Linked DNA regions of Rattus norvegicus: region 1 is linked to region 2. Evidence: chromatin contacts called from public Hi-C data. All regions are on one chromosome and are shown on one strand. The core of a region is the stretch at or near the end of the contact, and the rest is flanking DNA. Distances in the headings are between cores, read along the strand shown.

What was found. Hi-C and Micro-C count contacts between places; a contact is called where the count stands out from the background.
Region 1: a contact with region 2 is called in a Hi-C map of Schwann cells, with 5 times the contacts expected there. The contact joins the promoter of Cfap77 here to the enhancer-like site in region 2. A contact is called at or near these places in 8 of 12 Hi-C or Micro-C datasets (the A7r5 cell line, the Rat2 cell line, Schwann cells and 5 more) and 1 of 1 datasets of contacts at active chromatin or transcription factors (oligodendrocytes).

Annotation. Positions count from the first base shown.
Region 1 is chr3:32,774,598-32,781,098 of GRCr8, reverse strand. Cfap77 (cilia and flagella associated protein 77) reads left to right here and starts at 1,838. Exons shown (of 6, transcript NM_001127563.1): 1 at 1,838-2,063. The coding sequence starts at 1,869.
Region 2 is chr3:32,660,266-32,666,174 of GRCr8, reverse strand. The region is part of intron 5 of Cfap77 (cilia and flagella associated protein 77); the gene reads left to right. Among named protein-coding and RNA genes, the nearest start is that of Barhl1, 17 kb to the right of the region's middle. Within about 2 kb of position 1,459, at least 11 of the 93 cell types and tissues checked have an H3K27ac peak or open chromatin away from gene starts, as enhancers often do. A contact at or near this core is called in Schwann cells, where this site is marked.

The DNA.
Region 1 (6,501 bases), core at 589-3,088, 110 kb before region 2:
CATATGCGTACAATAAAAGGGAGCATTTTACAGAAATAATTCTTTTTTATTTTAATTTTATGTGCATTGGCATTTTGCCTGCACGTGTCTGTGAAGGTGTCAGATCCCCTGGAATTAGAGTCACAGGCAGTTGTTGTGAGCTGCCATGTGGGTGCTGGGCATTGAAACCAGGTCCTCTGGAAGAGCAGGCAGTACTCTTAACCATTGAGCCTCCAAAAAGAATTCTTATTTTTTCATATGGACTGCATAATAGACATCATTACTGCACCATGTTACAATCCATGAGCGTGGAGCTGGAGGAGAGCTTATTGGTTAAGAACACTTGTTTGCCTTGCAGAGGACCCAGCACTATACCGAGGCTCACAAACATCCATTGCTCTGGTTCCAGAGCATCCAGAATCCTCTTCTGACTTCCGCAGGCATCAGGCAGACATAGATGCATTAACACATGTGCTGACAAATATACTCATACACATAAATCTGTAAAGAGTCTTTATAACAGAGCTGTGGACTTGCAAAGCTTCATTACACATCTTTTTTTTTTCTTCTGGAGCTGGGGACCGAACCCAGGGCCTTGCACTTGCTAGGCAAATGCTCTACCACTGAGCTAAATCCCCAACCCCTTTATTACACATCTTTAATCCAGCCCTCAGGCATCGGAGGCAAATGGATCTCTGAGTTCCAGGCCAGTGAGGGCTGCACAGTGACAACCCTCTCCTAATCAGTAGCCATGGTGAGGACCTGGTCATATCCCAAAGTGCCCTTGACAGTTAATGGTTGTTGGGGGGCAAGGAGGACTTTATGTCCTAGTGTAAGTCACCCTCTCCTATGCTTAGGTCAGCAGCCTTAACTGAATTCAGTGGGGCACAAAATGATACCTGAGAGTGGAAGAGGGACTTGCTGACCAGAAGGGTTCAGCAACTGGGGAGAGGAATAAGGAGATGGTATGAACACAGCTCGTCATGCTTACGCATGAAATTGTTAAATGGTTTTTAAAATGCCCCAAGAGAAAATGCCTTCGATACAGGTTGAAATCTTCAGGGTCTACAGTGGTTCGCCTTGAATGAGAATGGTGTCATCTATTTAAACAGTTGTTTTCCAGTTGGTGGAGATGTTTGGAGAGGTCTAGAGGTATGGCCTTCCTGGAGTAGGTCACTGGGGTTTCAAAGTCTCCTGCTATTTCCAGTGTTCTCTCCCTCTCCCTCCCTCCCTCCTGCATGATTGGGGAGTTCAGGATGTGAGGTCTCAGAAACCTTTTCTAGCCACCATACCAGCCTGCCACAGGGGACCCGTATCCCTTTAGAACCATAAGCAGGAATAAACTCTTCCTTCTCTAGTTGTTCCTTGTCCTGGTGTTTTATCACAGAGGGAGAGGGAGAGGGGGAAGGAACTGTGACTAGAGTGGGGTAGTTAGAGGGAGGGTGTAAGCCAAGGATAAACCTCTTTTCTTTTAACACAACCTAGATTCGATTCTTGGGTTTTTCCATATGGACTCGAGACAAGTCTAAAAGGTCTCTGTGGTTGCTAAGAATTTCTGGAAAGAAAACCGGAAGCTCCTGAGCTGTTGGCGTCCTGTCGCCAAGGAGACGGGACATTCCATTTCTCTGAAAGGGGTAGTCTAGACACTCTTCCCTGTCTCAATCTGCAGCGAGGTGCCCAAATCTCTCCGAAGAACTGGCGGGGTTTAAGCGTTCGACGGAGGCTCCGCAGGTGGGCGCGCTCTGCTCCGGAGTCTGCTTTGCCACGGGGTACACCCCAGGGTCCCCGTGGTGCAGCCCGGAGCGCGCGCACGCTCGGGGCTGGGGTCCTCAGACAGCGCAGAACTCTGTGGACTTTGCAGCCAGGGTCTGATCCCGGAGACCCCCAGGATGCCTGACCCGGGGAAACCCCGGAAAGACCTCTCGCGATGGAAGAAGAAGAAGCAGCCCGTGCACCGCACGGTCAGCCAGATCTGCCCGCCGCCCCGACGGCCGCTGACGGTGGTCGACATCCGCCCGGGCATGGAGAACGAAAGGCTGGGGGTCGTGCGTGACTCCATGTTTCAGAACCCGCTCATTGTCAAGGTGAGCGCCCGGGCGCGATCGTCCCCTCCGCGGGCACCGACGCCGCCGATGGTTTCCGGCTGCTGAACCCCCTGTCCTCAGGGCCCAGGGTTTGGGCGCAGTGTTGGAAACTTGCTCTGGGGTGGAACAGGCCTGGACTCTCTGCAGTCGTAGCCGGTCCCTGAACCTCAGGAACCTCTGTGTCTCAAGTGGCACACGTTAGTGGGGTCTTTCCCCACGACTTGGAAAGACTATGGATAGAGCAATATCTACGGGGCTCGATCTACCCGCAGGGTGATAGATCTCAGGTACCCATCCTTGCCCTTGCCACCCAAGACCCACCTTCCCCAGCACCTCTGGTCTACAATGCAGCAGGTGCTCTGGGACTCTCGCGGAAGCATCACATCACCACCCTAAGTGTGTCGGGATGTGGGATCCAAACCCCTCTAGGAGACAGGGCTGGCACTCGCGTGGGAGCAGCGTTTATAGACGGATCACTTTCCCTTTCAGTGCCAGTTCCCCGCACCTTTGTTTGTTTTCCTGCCTGCCTGAAAACTACACGTGGCGGTGGACTCTTTACGCGCGGGGAGACAGAAAAAGTAAAGTTGAAGTTTAGTGGAGCAAATTTATATTGTGCCGCTAGAGGGCAGTATGCTTCTAAAAATGAGCTCGGTTTCCCAGGTTCCGGAGAGGGATGGGCGCGCTGATGGTTTCTCTGACTATAGGCAGACTTATATAATTAGAACTTTCTGGGCTAATTAAAGCTCCTCGGAGGATAGAATCTAGATACAGTGAACCCGTGCAGCAGCATTCTTAGCACTGGCCCTCTGAGTTGTCTCTACAGTGGAATAGGTCTTGCTTACTTCTTCGATTACTAATCTCAGCAGGGACCTGGGACAGACAGTTGGAATTCATTGCCTTAGGCCAAGGAGAAAATCAAGTACCGCCTATCAATGGCAGTACTAATAATTTTCCAACATTACTTCTATCTATCTATCTATCTATCTATCTATCTATCTATCTATCTATCTATCTATCTACATCCCAAATGCTGCCCTCCCCTCACCTCTGTCCTCCCTCCAAGAGTTCCTCCCTTACCCCTCCCCTCTGAGAGTGCATTCCCCGTCCCCGCTGTTATCCTCCTGACCTGGTGCATCTAGTCCAACATCGCTTTAAGCAGGTGTCACTAGTGTGCAGCTCCTTCCCACTTAAATATGAGAGGAAGGGCATTATAGAGTCACTTCCACAGTGAATTCTTGGGTAACGTTCATACCAGGTGACACATATATATGTATATCTGCATTCACTTGTATATATGTCTAGCACACACATGTGTTATATATTTCTCACTATATGTTTAGCATTTGTACGTAGATGTATAAACTACAATGCGTGTCAATACAACATGTGAATACCGCCCCTCTTCCCCTTTGCTTTCTCCCTGGCTGTAATGAATGACAGCATTTGGCCTGTAGGTGGCGCTAACTTGACAGCCTTCAGGAGGAATTCCATCCTTGTTTCTGGAAGAGAGTTTAGGAATGATCTTTTTTTTTTTCTTTTCTTTTCTTTTCTTTTCCTTTCTTTTTTTTTTAAATGGGTGATGATTGATCCACCAATGGGGTTCTGTTTTCAGGCTGTCCTGGTCCCTGATCCCTGGTCCCACCAATAGCAGGGGCCCCGTGTTAACACTCTTTGTGACAGGGCTTGGGACACTCTTACAAGTAGCAGCAGGGGGCAGTCTTTTCCTCCAGTTGTTCTTGGTGTTGGAAGCTCAGCTAGCTGTTAGGATGTCCGCATTCAATATTTGCCTCTTCCTGTAAGATCTTCCATCAAAACTCAGCCAGTATAAAAGTTGGCAGAGAGAGAGAATGTGAAAAGGAAGCCGGCTACTCCCTGTTGCCTCTTCTAAACCAGTGCATGGGGAAATGTCTGCAAGGTTTGACGCCAGGTTCCGGCAGAGATGGCTTAAAAGCCATGCCTAAAAGCCCAACACAGCTTTCTCTATGTAAAGAAAAATTGAATTCTGAAACATGGGGTGGGGGAGATTTAAAGAAAATGGAAATATTAAAGGTAGTTAGGGTTCCAGAACATTTAATATATATATATATATATATATTTGTACAAATGTCTTGCTATTTTGATTGAGCTTGACTTGTAGGATCCAGTTTTGCTGGCCCCACTGTTGGGGTGAATAGCTTCCTCATCATGTGGGTGCTTCTGGGTCTGGGTGTCTTTGGGGAATACTGGGAACTGAGGTGTATGTTAGCTTATCTGTTCCTGAGCCTGAAGCAGTACATCTCTATGAGAGGAATCCCACACCCCGAAATGTTTATCCTACCATATGGGGGGGCTGTTGTGCACATTGAGTCTCCTCATGGATAGGTCTCTTGTTTGTTTCTTCTCCTCCTCCTCCTCCTCTTCCTCCTCCTCCTTCGTTTTCGACTTCAAATGCCGAGACATTGACTGAACAAACCCAATCTTCTTATTTTCCACCCGTGGAATTTACCAGGATGTATCTGCCTCAGTTATTAAAACACATCACATATCTTCATGAAGCCACAGCAACCAGAGGAAAAGGGGGAAACCTCAGATTTGCTAGCAGGTGTTTTAGCCATAAACACTCAGCAGCTGCTCATGTCCTGAAACCCAGGCCAACTGCTGACTTAATAGCCATTAATTGAGTCAAGATGGTGTCTTATGCAACCACAAAAATAATGTAAATAGTTTTCATTGGCAGGGGCTTCTCTATTGTCAAGTGATGTGCAGCCAGCCAGCTCTCCTTCCTGTGCAACTCTTTGGGAAGCCTAAAATTAAATTGGGAAAGAACCCAGCTTCCCCCTGCTTGGTTCTCATTTCCCTAGAATCCGGAGACTCAACATAGAATCCTGCCACAGTAGCCTTCGAGGCTCCCTCACAAAACCTGTCAGAGCATACCCTTCCCACCACAGCAACTTGGCTGATATCCTGTCAATACAATTACGGGGAGAGACTGCACAGTTTGCTCCGCTGACGGCTTTGAATCTTCTGTCACCCCAGAGAGGCAGCCTGCAGTACAGGGGCGGGATTGATTGAATCCAGCACCCTCAGAATGTGTGAATGATCAGGGCCCCTGATTTTTTTCATAATTTATTACCGACTTTGTTTTTTTGTTCCTGAGGGGGTTTATGTCACAAATAAGAAGAGCATACATTTGTAAAATAAAGTCATAGAATCAAGCATTTGAGGCTAGAAGGAAGTTTGCTGACATCAATGTATCTCCTTTTGGGAGGCTTAGGGAGGCCTCCAACCAGGGAAAACACTCATCTGGGCTGCTCCTGTGACCTGGTGTCTGGTCTCCTGACTTACAACCTCATGCTATTTTGGCCACAAGTCATAACTAATTAATCAAGGGTGACCCACGGTTGTCACATCCTGTATAACAGGCAGTCGGAAGTGTTCACAGATGAATCTGATTCCAGCATTGTCTCACTCAGCATCTCTGCAGAAGTGATCAATACTTTCTTAGGACTTGACAAGAGTGAAGAACTAACTTCTTAAGTGTTTATTAGACGCCTAGGGCCATCCTAAGCTGGGGTGTGGGGGGAAGCATAGAAACAAGTTCAAAACTCAGCCCCTGCCTATGGAGACTTGACTACTTAGGGTTTACCTGAAGAGATGAGGTCCACACATAGAGACACAGCCACACATAGAATCATGTGTACAGGCATATAGGCACACAGAGATACAAACAGGGAGACACACACGTGACAAAACACAGGCACACATACACAGTAAGTCAGGCAATGTCACAGGTCACCTCCTCTGAGATTTCCAGTGAACTACAAGCCCAGAACATTCCGTTTTGAGGAGAGGGAGCCCAAGGTAGGTCCGTGTCAGGGGTGAGGAGACTGGAGAAGCCAGCCCGCTGTGGATAGATGCTCTACCCTTCCGGAGAGTCTGAGCATTGGGGCCGTTCACTCTGACTCAAGTTCTAGTTCCTAGGACTCAGTGCTGCGCTGTTATCATTACCAGCACAGGAAGTGTTTATCCAGAGCAAGTGTGTTCAAATTGGATGCTCTACAAAGCCAGGCAGGCGCACCAAGCCCACTAATAGCCTAACGTTGCTAATAAATATTAATGCTGGCGACCGTAAGCACAGAGACAGAGATGGGCATTAGGAAGGCAGGCTGGCCAAAGCCGAGTTGCACAAAGATACCCATGTTTTCATTACATGGTGGGGAAAGACTGTGTGCGGTTTGTCTGCCAAAGAGAATATGGCTGTGATCGCTTGGGTCCTTTACATTCAATTACAGTGTAATAGGAGGAAATGAAATGTTAGAGGGGAATTAAAAACTATCCTGTGGAACAGCCTGGGCAGGATGCACTGCCGTGGGTTTATCCATCTTGCTCTCTCAGTTCCTCCCTCCTCCCCATCCTCCCCTTTCTTACCCTTCTCCTCCCCTTGCCCCTCCTCCCCTTT
Region 2 (5,909 bases), core at 210-2,709:
AACCCATTCAAACTATTCTGTGTCTTCCACAAGGTTACTTACCTCCCCTTCAGTCCTGGCCTGCTTCTTCCTTCGCTTCTTCCTCAGGGTCTCCTCCTCTAGCTCTCCCTGCATCTCCTTTTATTCTCCCCCCTTTCCCAGAATCCTTTCACTTCCTGTCAGTGTCCCACCTCCTATTTCTTGCCTCATCTCATTGGCCATCAGCTTTTTTTTTATTGACAGGTGGTGCTTATAAGAGACTTTCATGTGTGTGTGTGTGTGTGTGTGTGTGTGTGTGTGTTGTAAGCTGGGTGTGGGGAGGGGCACGCTCCCCTGTGTCTACCAGAGATCGACTTCTTCTGTTGCTTCTGTCTCCCCTTGGAACCAGAGCTCACCATTTCAGCTAGTCTGACTAGCCAATGGGTACCCGGGATCTGCTGTCCCCACGTCCCCCGTGCTGGGATCATACGCACTTACCATTGCCCCCGGCTTTTGTGTGGTTGCTGGGAATCTGGTCTTCGTGCCTGGGCAGCAGCTCTTTACTGACTGAGCCGTCTGGCCAGCCTCTGGTTCTGTTAGATGAGGTTTCACTAGGTAGCACAGGCTGCTCTCAAACAAGCCTCTACTTCCCAATTCCTGCGATTACAGGTACTTCTCACTGCGACCAACCAGCAAGCATGCCTGCGTTCAACCTCAGACATAGTTACTGCTGATCTTATGGACCCGGAGTGGTGTCCCCGCTCCCCTCCCCATCACTCTGAGATCCCATGAGCCTGTGTCTGTGGGCCATGGAGGCCTCCATGCTGGCATCCACGCACTCGTGTCTTCCACCCGTGAGCCTATCATCACGGGGCATACATTCCTTTCCCTGCCTTCCCATGTCACCTTTGTGTGGCTCTGCATCCAAGTCTCTTCCACAAGCCTCTCCTCAGTCTGCGTGTCTGTAATACAGAATACACTTGGCCCAAGGGAAGGATGTTTTAAATGAGGAGTGATGGTGTACTTGGCCTTGGAAAGTATAGTCAGGAAGATCAGACATTCATCGTCATCCTCAGCCATAACATGAGTTCAAGTCTAGCCAGGTCTAGAGACTGCGGGTAGGAACAGCATTCAAAGAGAATGACTGTTAGAAGGGAATGAGTGCTTGTGGGGGGAGCCCAGGGGAAGCAGGATAAGGTGGAGGGCAGGGGGCAGGGGGAGGGGCCAGGGGAGGGGGAGGGGCCGGGGGAGGGGGAGGGGCCAGGGGGAGGGGCCAGGCTGGCTCACTGGAGACTCAAGATTGCTGTCTGCTTCTGGGCTGGGAGCTCTTTACCAGTGGTGTGTTGCATTCACAAAGTCTCTGCCAGCCCCAAATTTCTGAGATTCTTTTATTTAATCCAGCTGCAGGGAACAAAGGACGCAGCCTGTGAAGGGATGGTGACCCCAGGCACACTGGGGATAAATCTATCCTGGCACTGCCAGTCAGCTCCCTGCCTGGGCTCACTGACCCAGGCCACACTTGCTTGCTTTCATTTCCTCTAATTTGCCAAGATTCCTTCCACTTCAGACCTTAGGTTAACCCCTCCTGTCTGGGACATTTCTCTTTTTCCTTCCCCTGGGCAGTTCTCATCCTTTCTAGAGATTCTGCCTATGCCCATAAAGTTAGATTCTCCTGTCCCAGATCTCATTTAACAGCTCCGGTGTAAGCTGTAATTCAGCAGTTGTGTGCTTAGCAACTGTGCCGCTGGGCAGTGTGGGCCAGGCTTGTCCTGTCTTCCTCTGTGGTGTCTCTAGGGCACCGTGGAGCGGACGCTCAGGTCCATCTTTGAAAAATGTTTAGATTCATGCAGTGTCCCGCCTTTAAGCAGGGCCACACCGTTGTCGACTAGGGGTAGGGTTACTGGTTTGCAGTGTTCCCTGGACTGCTAGGAAGCTGCTATGGTCATACTCTTATTTACCTGCATTGACCTCAGAGTGGCTCAGAGCTCCACTCAGCCAAGCTCTCTCCTGCCAAAGCCATTACAGTTTCTTAGCTCCAGGCGGAGACAGACCGCGGATGGCTTAATTTAGAAGCATCTCAGAAGGAATTTCCTTACTCCACGGCTCTCCACCAGCGGCTCCACAGGGTCTAACGGTCATGACCATGCAGGGGCTCTCAGGCTGATGCTTACCGGGCTCCTCCAGGGCCGCAAGTGGCTCCTTTGTAAGGGGAGCTATTACAGAAGACTGTGAGCTTAACCCCAACACCTACACTGAACCTCTGATCCTCCTGCCTCTGCCCCCAGTGCTAGGATTCACAGGAGTATGCCACCACGCCCAGTGTATGCACTGCTAGGGGGACCCCAGGACCTCATGTATACTAGACAAGCACACGATTTGCTGAGCTGTACCCCCAGTCACTCCTCTGTTCTAGAGGCCTACTTACTTGAGATGACTTCCAGGTAAGTCAACAGGCTGGCCACTAGGCATATCCCTAGAGTCTCACTTCTTAGACTCCAAGCTCAGGAGGTATACATTCCCTCTCCCTTCTGCTGACACTGTTTGCCCTCTAGAGCCTACCTTCCCCTCCCAATCCTCCCACCCGAGGCCACGTGAATTATATCCCTTTTAATTGGGTCCATCCTGTTTAACCACGTATCCAGTACCAGGCCTCATGTTGAACGAAGATCATGCTTCAAAGAACCTCGTGCTACATGTGCAGGCCTGCCCAAGCTCCCACTGTGAGTGAGTCCAGTACAGAGGCTGTCCTACAGTGGTGTGTGCTTGTGGCTTGCCCCACAGTTAGCCTGGTACTACTGAGAACAGGGCAGGTGAGGGATGCCCATGACCAGCCTCTGAAGAGGACTTCCCACAGCCCAAACACCCAGTCAGAAAGTAAGCCCATGAGAAATGGAGAACGGACTGATGCTAGGTAAGAAATGTGAGCTTGCTGGGCATGGTGGCTCACCCCATTAATCCCGGCACTCGGAGGCAGAGGCACGCAGATTTCTATGAGTTTGAGGCCAGCCTCGTCTACACAGTGAGTTCTAGGATGGCCAGGGCTATGTAGAGAGAGCCTGTCTAAAAAAACCAAAAACAAAACTATAACAAAACAATACCAAAGAGATATGAGTTTAACTGTCAGAGTAGACACTTGGTGCTTAATAAATGTATTCCAGATGGATGGATTGATGCATATTTCTGCTTCAGTGGGGTTGTTTGGTAAATGGGGTATGCAAAGTGAACGTGTCTTTGGGTGGTTGAGTTTGTGTGTGCATGTGGAGGCCAGAGGTTGACATCTGGGGTCCTGTCTCTGTAATCAGGGCTCACCTTAGTTTTTTATTTTATGTACCTAAGTATTTTTGCCTACATGTATATAAGTGCATCATATATGTGTTGTGCCCTTGAATACCAGCAAAGGACACGTGGGTCCCCTGGAATTGGGGTTACAGTTGCTTCTGGACTGTCATGTGGTGTTAGGAAACAAACTCAAGGTCCTCTGCCAGGGCACCAGGTGCCTGCCCTTAGGTACTGGACACCCCTCCAGCATCTGCTCACTGTAAGTCTTGAGACACATCTCATAGTGGGACGTGGGGCTCACCAAGTGGGCTAGACTGTCAGCCACAGATCCTGTCTCTTTCTCTCTAGCCCTGGGAATATAGACATGTGTGTCTGTAATGGCTTGTATGTAGGTGCTGTGGATCAAACTCACATCTTTATGCTTGCAAGGCAAACACTTTACTGACTGTGGCGTTTCAGCTCTATGGTGTGATTAAATATCCTGGCAAACCCAATTTTTTAAAAAGATTTATTTATTTTATTTATATGAGTACACTGTAGCTGTCTTCAGACACACCAGAAGAGGGCATCAGACCTCATTACAGATGGTTGCGAGCCACCATGTGGTTGCTGGGAATTGAACTCAGGACCTCTGGAAGAGCAGTCAGTGCTCTAAACCACTGAGCCATCTCTCCAACCCCAGCAAACCCAATTTTAAGGGAGAAAGGATTTTTAGCTCACAGCTCCAGGTGACAGTGTATCACTGCAGGGAAATCAAGGCAGGAACCTGAAGCAGTCACATCCAGTCAAGAGGAGAGAGAAAAGGAGTATATGCTCGTTAGTGCTCTGCTCACTCTCTCCACTTACACAGTTCAGGACCCCTTGCCTAGGGAATGGTTCTGCCCACAGTGGCCTGGGTCTTCCCACATCAATTAACCTCCCATAGACATGCCTGCCCCCGGACCTAACTGATTTAGATGATCCCTTATGAAACTTTCTCTTCCCAAGTGATTTCTTGATTATGTCAAGTCGACAATCAAAAGTAGCCAGTACATCAATTGTGCTACCTCCTCAGGCCCCACAAAAGGCCATTTCTATCAGGGCTTCTCTTACAGTATGTGAGTCAGCTGAGCAGTTCCACAGGGCTTCCGTCTCCTGCAGGAATGCCCAGGTCTGCCTTGAGGCTCCCGTAAGGAATCACCCTCAGCGTGGGGGTTAAACCACAGGAATGTGTTCTCTTACAGCTCTGGAGGACAGAAACCTAAAGCTAAGGTTTGGGCTCCTTCCAAAGGTTCTGAGGATCCATCCTGCCTCCTCTAGTCTCTGGTGGCTCCTAGCAGTTCTGGGCCAAGGTCCAGCACTTCACCCTCTTTCATGTCCTCCTCTGTATCTTCTGTCACTTAAAAAATGCCATGGATAGGGAAATGGCTCAGCTGGTAAAGATATTTGCCTCAGACCTCTAAAACTCATGGGTGAAAGCCAGGTGATGGTAAGAGAAGAGGCAGAGACAGGTGGATTCGGAAGCTAGAGTCAACTGGCCTGGCCTCTGGGGACGATGTTCCAGGCCTGTGACAGACTTTGTATCAAACAAAAGATAGGAAACACCTAAGCACCCATACCAGAGGCTGTCCTCTGATCTTCACCCTCACACATGCATGTACACACAAGAACACACACACACACACACACACACACACACACACACACACACACGTAAAAACCAACCAGCAAACAAAAATACTACTCTGGCACGGGGAGATGTCTCAGTGGCTCAGGTACTTGCTGAAGAAGCCTGAATTTGAGTCCCTGGGACACACATGAAGAAGCCACATATGGTGGCGTGTGCCTGAGACTTCTTTGCTGAGGAAGTGGAGACAGGTGGGTCCCCAAACTCCCTACCCCGCCAGCCTAAAATGGTGAGTTCTGGGCCAGTTAGAGACCCCATTAAAAAAACGAAAATGGGGAGCGATTGAGGAAGCCATCTTCTGTCCCTGCTGGCCTCAAACTCTCTCCTGCTGCTGTCACTGGAGTGCTGGGATGAGCTGTGCACAGCCACATCCACATTTTTTATGATTTCAAAATCATCTTTTATTTTCCAGTGTTATGAAGGTTTAAATTTTTATTGTGCACAAATGTGTGATGGAGATGTATGTGGAGGCCAGAAGACAACTTTGTGAAGTTGCTTCATTTCACCCTTCTGTGGGGTCCAGGGATGGACCTCAGGTCATCAGGCTTAGCAGCAACTGCCGTTGCCCAGATCACCACCCATATTTATTTACTTTAAAACAAGGCTAGGTGTTGGAGAGATGGTTCAGTGATTAACAGCACTGGCTGATTTTCCAGAGGACGCAAGGTCAATTCCCAGAGTCCATATGGCAGCTCTGTAACTCCAGTTCCAGGGGATCCAGTCCCCTCTTCTGACTGCTGAGGGCACCAGGCACCTGCTTGTGGTGCACAGACATACATGCAGGCAAAACACACGTACACATAAAATAAACAACAGTTAAAAGCTCTGGCTGCTCTTGCAGAGGACCAGGTGTCAGTTCCCAGCACCCACGTGGCAGCTCACAACTACCTACAGCTCCAGTTCCAGGGGATCTGGCACCCTCTTCTGGCCTTCCATGGGTACTACATGCACGTGATGCGAGGAAGACACTCATCCATCATACAACACAAAATAGGAATAAACATTT